Regions from separate parts of the Mus musculus genome. Here all the other regions are linked to region 2. The links are chromatin contacts, called in public Hi-C and HiChIP or PLAC-seq maps. All regions are on one chromosome and are shown on one strand. Each heading gives the region's core, a stretch centred on a gene start, on an enhancer-like site or on the middle of the called end of the contact. The rest is flanking DNA. Distances are from core to core; before and after follow the strand shown. Region 1 holds the start of Ryr2 (ryanodine receptor 2, cardiac). Region 2 holds the start of Actn2 (actinin alpha 2). Region 3 overlaps Mtr (5-methyltetrahydrofolate-homocysteine methyltransferase).

Evidence for each region. A called contact is a pair of places that touch in the nucleus more often than the background predicts. HiChIP or PLAC-seq counts read pairs in DNA pulled down with a chosen protein or histone mark.
Region 1: a Hi-C map of cardiomyocytes shows a contact between it and region 2, with 1.9 times the contacts expected there. The contact joins the promoter of Ryr2 here to the promoter of Actn2 in region 2. A contact is called at or near these places in 1 of 39 promoter capture datasets (liver), 2 of 484 Hi-C or Micro-C datasets (cardiomyocytes and embryonic stem cells) and 1 of 115 datasets of contacts at active chromatin or transcription factors (the SCID.adh cell line).
Region 3: an H3K27ac HiChIP or PLAC-seq map of heart atrium shows a contact between it and region 2, with 9 read pairs. The contact joins the enhancer-like site here to the promoter of Actn2 in region 2. A contact is called at or near these places in 1 of 39 promoter capture datasets (cranial neural crest), 1 of 484 Hi-C or Micro-C datasets (Th1 cells), 1 of 115 datasets of contacts at active chromatin or transcription factors (heart atrium) and 3 of 9 other capture datasets (adipose tissue, liver and pancreatic islet).

What each region holds. Positions count from the first base shown.
Region 1 is chr13:12,105,535-12,108,234 of GRCm38.p6, reverse strand. It overlaps Ryr2 (ryanodine receptor 2, cardiac), which reads left to right and starts at 1,290. Exons shown (of 105, transcript NM_023868.2): 1 at 1,290-1,836. The coding sequence starts at 1,789.
Region 2 is chr13:12,339,464-12,342,163 of GRCm38.p6, reverse strand. Actn2 (actinin alpha 2) reads left to right here and starts at 1,432. Exons shown (of 21, transcript NM_033268.4): 1 at 1,432-1,789. The coding sequence starts at 1,664.
Region 3 is chr13:12,194,890-12,197,589 of GRCm38.p6, reverse strand. Mtr (5-methyltetrahydrofolate-homocysteine methyltransferase) reads left to right here. Exons shown (of 33, transcript NM_001081128.3): 28 at 2,197-2,352. Among named protein-coding and RNA genes, the nearest start is that of Gm10336, 9.8 kb to the right of the region's middle. Within about 2 kb of position 1,364, at least 40 of the 459 cell types and tissues checked have an H3K27ac peak or open chromatin away from gene starts, as enhancers often do. A contact at or near this core is called in heart atrium, where this site is marked.

The DNA of each region.
Region 1 (2,700 bases), core at 41-2,540, 230 kb after region 2:
AATGATGTACCAGATGCTGTAACATGTGTAGCAGAGATAAGTTAACGCAAAATTATTTATTGTATAACTCCTGACTATGAGTAGGTTGGGCATGTGGGAACGTTGCTTTCTCTATAATTTTTTTTCAGTGATATAAATGAAAACACTTAGAACTGAGAAAACATGTGTTGGATTTCTTGTCCCAGTTGCTTCCGACATTTTATTTCTTAGTCATAGTTACATACTACTTTTAAAAACATTTATTTATTTATGTGTATGACGGCTGTGTGTGGAGGCTGAGGAGAACTTGGAGTTCTTTCTTCCCACCATGTGGGTCCCTGGAATTGAACTCATCTAGTCAGGATTGGTGGCAAGTGCCTTCACCAGCTGAGCCGGCTAGCTGGCTTACAGCAGCTGTTTTTAAAATGGAGATTTGATGGCTTATGATTACATGGAGCATTGTGAGATTTGGATCCGGCATTTGTGGAGGAATGTTTAACTTTGCTCTCTCACGGCAGATCGCGGATACCACGGTGTGAGTTTAGCGCATTCAGTGATCGGACTGGTCCTTAGCACACCATACTTTATTGTAATTTCTTGCGCAGGTGCATTATGAATTTGTGTGTCTTGTATCACAATGCATGGCAAGATGCCTACTTTGTCGTTGAATGCTGGGATTGTTGTGCTGTCGTTGAGTACTTTTTAATATATACTTATTTTATCTATGCATATGTGCCTAATAAATGTATGTGCACGAAGTACCTTCAGGTGCCCATGGAGGCCAGAGGGCACTGGGTCTCCTGGAACCAGAGTGACAGGTGGTTGTGAGCTGTCTCGCGTGGGTGCTAGGAACCGAGGCGCATCCTCTACAAGATCAGTGAGTGCTCTTCTTCAGCCTTCTCTCTCACCCCTGTTGCTGAATAATTTGTTAAAACTCCTCGACCATCCACACCAGGCCCCTTGTGGTGAGAACTTAATCTGTGATGAGTCTGGTGCATGCTGACTCAATAACTAAGAAAACCACCTCTATCTCGTATGGAGGGAGTCGAAGTGTAAATATCGATCACACGTAGAGGCTCCCCATTCTGTGCACCGGGGGAGAAGGAGAGTTCCCCGTGCAATCCAAAAGGCCTTAGAAATGGGTGGCAAGTACTGTAGCAGGGCTCAGCGGGAAGCTGAGCTCCTTGGACTTGAGGTCAGGAAGGGCACAGGTGCAGGGGATGGCTGAGCGCTCTGGCACGCGCCAGTTGATTCCCCAAGCAGCCAGTAAGCGGCACTGTGCCCCGGCGCTGGCGGCCGGAGGAGCGGGCTGCGGATTACCTGCAGCAGCCGGGGCTGGCAGCTCCTCCCCGCCCGCCCCCAGCCCGCCCCCGCCGCTGCACTAGCCCGGCTCCGCGGGCTCCGGGCACTCGCTGGCGGGAGCCGGGGCCGAGCGCGCCGGGCAGTGGGGCCTCCTCCCTGCGTCCTCACGCCGGGCTGCCCTCCTCCCGCACCGTGCGGCGCAGGGAGGCCCCGCGCCTCGGCCGCCCCCGCGTGCCCGCCTCCGCCGCGCTGCAGGGGGACCGACCGCTGGGCTCTCGGCACCAGCAGCGCGGCCCCCCGGGTGCCTCGGGCTCCTGGCTGTGGCCGCCGCAGGGGCAGCGACCCGAGTAGCAGCCGTTGGAGCCCCTAGAACATCCTGGTTAGCAGTGACTAGAGCGTCCAGAGAAGCCGCAGCAGCAGCTTCAGCAGTAGCAGCAGCAGCATAAGTGGCCGCGGTCGTGGGGCTCCGCCGGGCTCCGGAGCCGGCCGGGCCAGGAGCGCGGAGCCATGGCTGATGCGGGCGAAGGCGAGGATGAGATCCAGTTCCTGAGAACTGTAAGTGCCACGTCGCGGCGCGCATCTCCCAGGGGAAGGGGTGCCTGGGAGCCCCCCGCAGGGTCCCCGTAGAGTGACAACCGGCTGCGGGGCCGCCTCTGGTCCGCCAGAGGCGCCCCAGGGATGCTGGAGGGGTCTGCATCACCACATGTGTGCAGGTGTGCGGGTCTGCCCGGGGAAGGGCAGGACGCGTGTCTGTGCGCGCATGTGGAAAACCAAGAGGACTCAGTGCGGTGACAGCGTGGCGAGCCAGCGGGAGGCACCCGGGCGGGCGCTACCCAGCTGCGGGAGCTGAATTGGCCAGGGACCTCTTCGACCGACTCAGGCTAGGGTGCAGGGCTGCGTGTTCCGTGGGGCGCGCTTAGCGTGGCGGCTCTGGCTTTCGCCGTCCCTGGGGCTTCAGGGCTGAGTCTGCGCGCCGTCACGGAGTGAAGACATCGCAATCCGAGTACTTGGCGGTGTCGATCATATAGTGACTGGCCAGGGCTGAGAAGGCTGCCCCCAGGGTGCCCCCAAGTCGAGCAGATACCAATGCCATGGAGGCTTGCTCCGGTGGTCCCCACGGTTCCCGGCATGGTGCCATGCTGGTTTTCGTGACGACAGCTTGCAGAGCGCATTGGAACCGTGTGTGTGTGTGTGTGTGTGTGTGTGTGTGTGTGTGTGTGTGTGTGCATGTGTGTGTGTGTGTGAGTGTGCGTTCCTGTGTGTTGTGTGTGTGTGTGCACGGACCGCATGAAAGAATTTACAGAGGCTGAGCATCATGAACATGTGTCGTTCTTTAAACGCTGGCTTGTTGAATACCGAGTGCAGCCAAGTGAGTGCCTGCAAGCAAGTGATGTTTGTCTGTGTGTTTCTGTGTGTGTG
Region 2 (2,700 bases), core at 183-2,682:
TTCAGGAGTTCAAGAATATCATTGGCTATGCAGCCCATTCTAGACTAACCTGGCATTAGTAATGATGGCGTTACTGAGGAGAACAACCAACAATAGGCAAAAGCTAAGCTTGCCTGTGGTGAGAATTAAAAGAAAAAAAAAACCAGTAATACATTGCATTTGTTGATTGTGTGAGTTTTTCTGCAAAAAACAGTAGATGTTGAAAGAATTTGGCGATTCTAAGTCTACACAGTTTCTCTTGCAACCTGGCTGCAGATTGGTAGCCTTGCGCCACAAATAGTACTGTAGCACCTGCTGGCAGCGGTTACTAAATTGGGATATAAACTTAACTGGGGGGACCCTATCCTCTCAGATGTTTTGGGCACCTAATGCTGTATTCAGCTTATAGCAGGTGGTTGTTACAGGATTGACTTGAAATTTCAGCCCTCTGCTCCCATGGCTCTGGCTTTACTTCCTTGGGTGACATAATTTCTAGGGACGGCTAAGCAGGTCTGGTGAGAGCAGAAGTGCAGCACTGCGGGGAGAAACGGAAATGTAAGGAGAAACTGGCCACCGGCCTGTCATTGTCAGTTCTCTGAATTTATGGCTGGCAGGTGAGTACTAGACGCTTCCTGCTTTGGCTTGGTTACTGACATTTTGATACATTTGGTTTAAGTTACATGCCTTGAGTCCTTCAGGTGAGGGCGAGAAGCCAAGAAAGAGGGTATTCAGGGGTTTTTAAACGGAGGGAGAAAGAATGGAATGGGAGAGAAGACTGAGGATTAAGAGAGGGAACGATGAATAAAGAGAGGACAAAGAAGGAGGGAGACACTTTAGAAGAACTGAAAGAAGGGAAGGAGGAAGGAGGTGAACAGGGAGTAGAGGAGAGGTGGAGAGGCAGAGAGGCAGAGAACTGAAGAGGAGGAAAAGAGGAGAAAAGAAAGACAAATAGAAAAAGAGGAGGAGTGGGCAGGAGAAGGAGGAGGGGAGGGGAAAGGGGCGGAGGAGTGTGTGTGTGTGTGTGTGTGTGTGTGAGAGAGAGAGAGAGAGAGAGAGAGAGAGAGAGAGGTGGGAGTGGAAGTGGGAGTGGGGGAGGAAAAGGAGGGATGAGGGAGATTTTTCAGCTAGCTTGTGGACACACGGGAAACATGACTTTGCAGCGGGTCTTTGGAACCCTTGTGTGTGCTGTGAGAGGTGGGACCGGATCCATATGTGTCCTCTCCCTAGTTCTAAGCTTCCAACCCTCCCTACTTTCCTCTGGGTTGCTGTCCGAGGTGCCCCTAGGTCATCCCTGGAAGCCAGCAGAGAGCAGGGGTGGGCGGAGTCAAGGCAGTGGAACCTGAGCGGGGCTCTCCAGCCAGCCAACCACACGTGTTGGAGACGGGGAGTGGGTGGGGCCGGCAGCACGTGACTCTCAGCGGGCTATTAATCCGCGCGGCGCTGCCTGCAGGCGTGCTGGTACTTCGCCGGAGACTCCGCGCCCAGGCGTGCCGCCCCAGGAACCGCGAGAAGGTCACCGCAGCCCGCCGCCTTTCCATCCATCCATCCATCCATCCATCCATCCATCCATCCATCCATCCATTCATCCATCCATCCATCCATCCATCCATCCATCCATTTCTCCGTCCGTCTGTCCATCCCTTGCGCTGTGCTCGCTCCCCAGCCGCCCCAGCCACCCAGCGCCATGAATCAGATAGAGCCCGGCGTGCAGTACAACTATGTCTACGACGAAGATGAGTATATGATCCAGGAGGAGGAGTGGGACCGCGACCTGCTCCTCGACCCGGCCTGGGAGAAGCAGCAGAGGAAGGTCAGCAGGGTCCCTCACGCATGTCTGTGCCTGGGTCGTTGTGGGGTGGGGGCGTCTCCGGCTGTGACCACTAGAAGAGGCCCCCTGGTGGAGGCTCTTGTTCCCCCAGCCTCCCACCGCACCATCAGAAAGGACAGCACACCCAGAGATAGGCAGGACACCTGGTGTGTGTGTGTGTGTGTGTGTGTATAAAAGTTAACATAAGTTGGAAAACGAATGATGTTCAAAAGACTGTTAGACTAGAATCTGAGAGTCTCAGCTCTCCTTTTGCCATGACCTTGCCCTAAAGTTATTTTGTGACAGACCCTGCTGTCTTCATTTGCCCCAAGACTGTCTCCTCACTAAGACACAAAATGAAAACCCACTCTATCTCAACTTTCCTAGGTCTGGCCCAAAGATAATTCGAAAACTACTTATTAAACATGTTAGGCTCCTTAGAGAGGGATGCTGTAGAACCCTAGACATTCACCTACAAAGTAAAAATTATTTCACACTCTATTTATAGTTCATTGAGGTAAGCACACAGGGATGAAGGAGACAGCCAGCTTCCAAGAGCTCCCTCCCCATCTTGGTGCTCTATGGGGCCTAATGGAACATTCCATTATTCAGGGTTTCTTCTTGATCCTCTTGGCTAAAACAAATAGGGGTGCTCACCAGGAGGCTAAGTTCCACCTCTGTTTGACTGGGCACAGAGCCTGGGTGGTTAGGCAAGTCAACAGACTAACTCAACATTCTGACAAAAGCCAGTTCCCCAAGCCAGTGCCTCATGCCTTATCTTCTTACTTTTTCTGGGCATGAGCAAGGTGGATTTCCCTTCTAAGAGCCTACTGTTAGGTGGATGCTAAGTGTGAGTGTCAGTGTGCATGGGAGTTTCCATAGCTGCTCCTTTGAGTGATTGTGTGTCAGTAAGT
Region 3 (2,700 bases), core at 115-2,614, 140 kb after region 2:
AGCCTGTGCTGTGCTTGAGTGGGACTTCTCAACTGACCTGAGTTGCATGCAGGCCAAAGACTTGGCTTGGAATGTCTGAAATATAAAATGGCCTTGCACTTACAGGTCTTGAGAGACTCTGCAGCAAAGCTGGGTCCCTTTTCACTTTCTTGTTCTGTCTCTGGATGCTTCCCTTTTAATTTCTGTTATGTGGTTTCTTCCTGTTTTATTTCTAGCTACTTTTCTTACCTCACATAGGTGTTCACAAGGGAATAATATGCGTAAGATGTTTTGACAGGCTCAGAGAGACATGAGATACAAATGCAAAACCAAGACAGGGTGAAAGGGGGTTCTGTTAGCAGAATCCGTATTTTCAAGGTAATGTCTGAAATCCGCTTTCAGTGCTCATGACATCTGTGCTCTACACATGCTCTGCAGAGTTGAGATGAAATTGCAAATGTAGGTGTGCTCAGTTCTGATTTCACTCCTGCTGGGTTCAGGGTGGTTTAGTGGAAAGAGTGCCAGACTGGGAGCTGGAGGCCCGAGTGCTTGTCCCTACTTGGCTCCTGGCTCTGATTCACTGTTGTGACCTTGAGTGTCTGTCTTCTGCATTTTTACAAGCTCCGTTGTGTAAAGGGGGATTACTTTAAGGAAATGTTCAAAGGGTAAAATTAGATACTAATGTGAAAACCTTTGAAGACCTAGAAATCACTAGAGCAGAGTCCATGCTGTGGGTCTTTATTTACTGTTTATCTTTACTCTAAACGTTGGTCTAGAGGCGTCAGGGCAAGTTGTCGATCCTAAAAGGGCTGTGGCTCCTGGTAGTGGTGGAGATACTTCTTGGGTTGCCTTTTTTAACCCCCATATGATGCATCACTCGGCTCTATCTACCTTACTGCCTGAAGGATGCGGGTCTCAAGGTATGGCCTTCCCATGTTTTGAGGCTATTCCAGTTATCTTCAGGGAGCTATAGGACATCAAACCCTAAAAAGGACAGCTTTCTCTCTCTAGACCTTGGGAAGAAGAGCCTGAAGCAACAACCCCAGGATTCTGGGCATGAAGCTTGATCAAGAGTAGCCCTGCCCTCAGCAGCTCCACAGCTGCAGGCCACTGTAACAAGAGGCCTCTTTAAGTCTGGAGTGTCAGTGGTCTCTCTTCAGTTTCTCTCCTAAGAAGACTATCCAGACTTTGTTAACAAAGCTGTTCAATGGTGGTTGAAAAGAGGGGCAGTTGTGAATCATGGGAAGATGGCAGAACAGATGGGAGGAGTCACTGCGGTGCAGGAAGGCAGAGATTCTAGTTAAGAGCTCCTCCGCTCTCCCCTTGCTTCCTGAGAGGCCGGTGTTCTTCAGAGCAGCTGCTAACAGTGGAACAGCCAGTCCTCAGATCCCTAGTCACAGGGAGACATGGCCATTCAGAGTTGGCAGTAGCACTGGTACCTTGGCCTCTGGCCCAGTATCCATGTGGCATTTTGTCCTTGGTGTCCTGAAATGGCTGGAGCACAGTCTGCCTATAGAGGCCCCAGAATCATGTATGTTATGGTATGTTTCAGGCTTGGATATAAAGGACAATTTCTGAACACCCCTCTATTTCCATTATACAATCTAAGAAATGATTTATGACTCCTTTTTTTTTTTAAAATCGGGTATTTATTCATAGTGGAGGTCCTGTATTTGTCCCTCCCCTGCAGAGTAGGGAACTCATTTCAGTATATGTCCCTACTCTGTGTGTGTGTGTGTATGTGTGTGTGTGTGTGTGTGTGTGTGTGAGAGAGAGAGAGAGAGAGAGAGAGAGAGAGAGAGAGAGAGAGAGAGAAAGAGAGAGAGAATGACTGTGCAGGCAAGGCTCTTGGTTCATGTTTGTAAACCTGATACGAGTAGTGTATTACACAAGCCCTTCTGCTTCTGCAGTGGTCTTTAACACTCTGACCGTCTGTATACTCAGGGATGAACTCAAGGCTTCCTTTTTTCTTGGCTATGGTGGGGCTAGAAGGGTGGAGGGAAGTTTCCAGCAGTCAGTCAGCTGCATGGGAAAATTCCTTTTCCACAGTAATTGAAAGTTCTGTTCTTGGTAAGACAACTCCTACGGGTGACAGGAGGGAAGCAGGTGTGGGAGTGCGCTGTGGAGTGAGGAGCAGCAGAGGACACCTCAGTGTGTGTTGGTGTGAGTGCTCTCCCAGCTGCTGTGCCAACGCTGACAGCTGTGCCTCTCCTCTAGTGAAGCCCACGTTTATTGGGACCCAGGTCTTTGAGGACTACAACCTGCAAAAGCTGGTGGACTACATTGACTGGAAGCCTTTCTTTGACGTCTGGCAGCTCCGGGGCAAGTACCCGAACCGAGGATTTCCCAAGATATTTAATGACAAAGCAGTAGGTTAGTAAGTCCTGCCTGCCTGGTGTTCACGATGTGTTGTGATTCGGAGTGGTTTGAGGGAAGGCACTAAGTGTTTAGTTTGTACAGGATACAGCTGCTTCCACGTGACTCACCACTCAGCTTTCACACGAGCATTTCAGTGTTTGCTTGCCCTTATCATGTCAGGTAAATGTGCCCTTTTATTAACATTTTCTTCAAATAAATGTACTTACTGACATCAGTTACACACTGGTCTCTGCATGGCAGAGAGGCAAAAAAAAAGAAAAAAAAGGAGCTATCTTGAGGTTTAGTACCTGATTGACTACAGTGGAGCTGACAGTCCTAGGTTTGTTCTGGGCTGATGCTCGA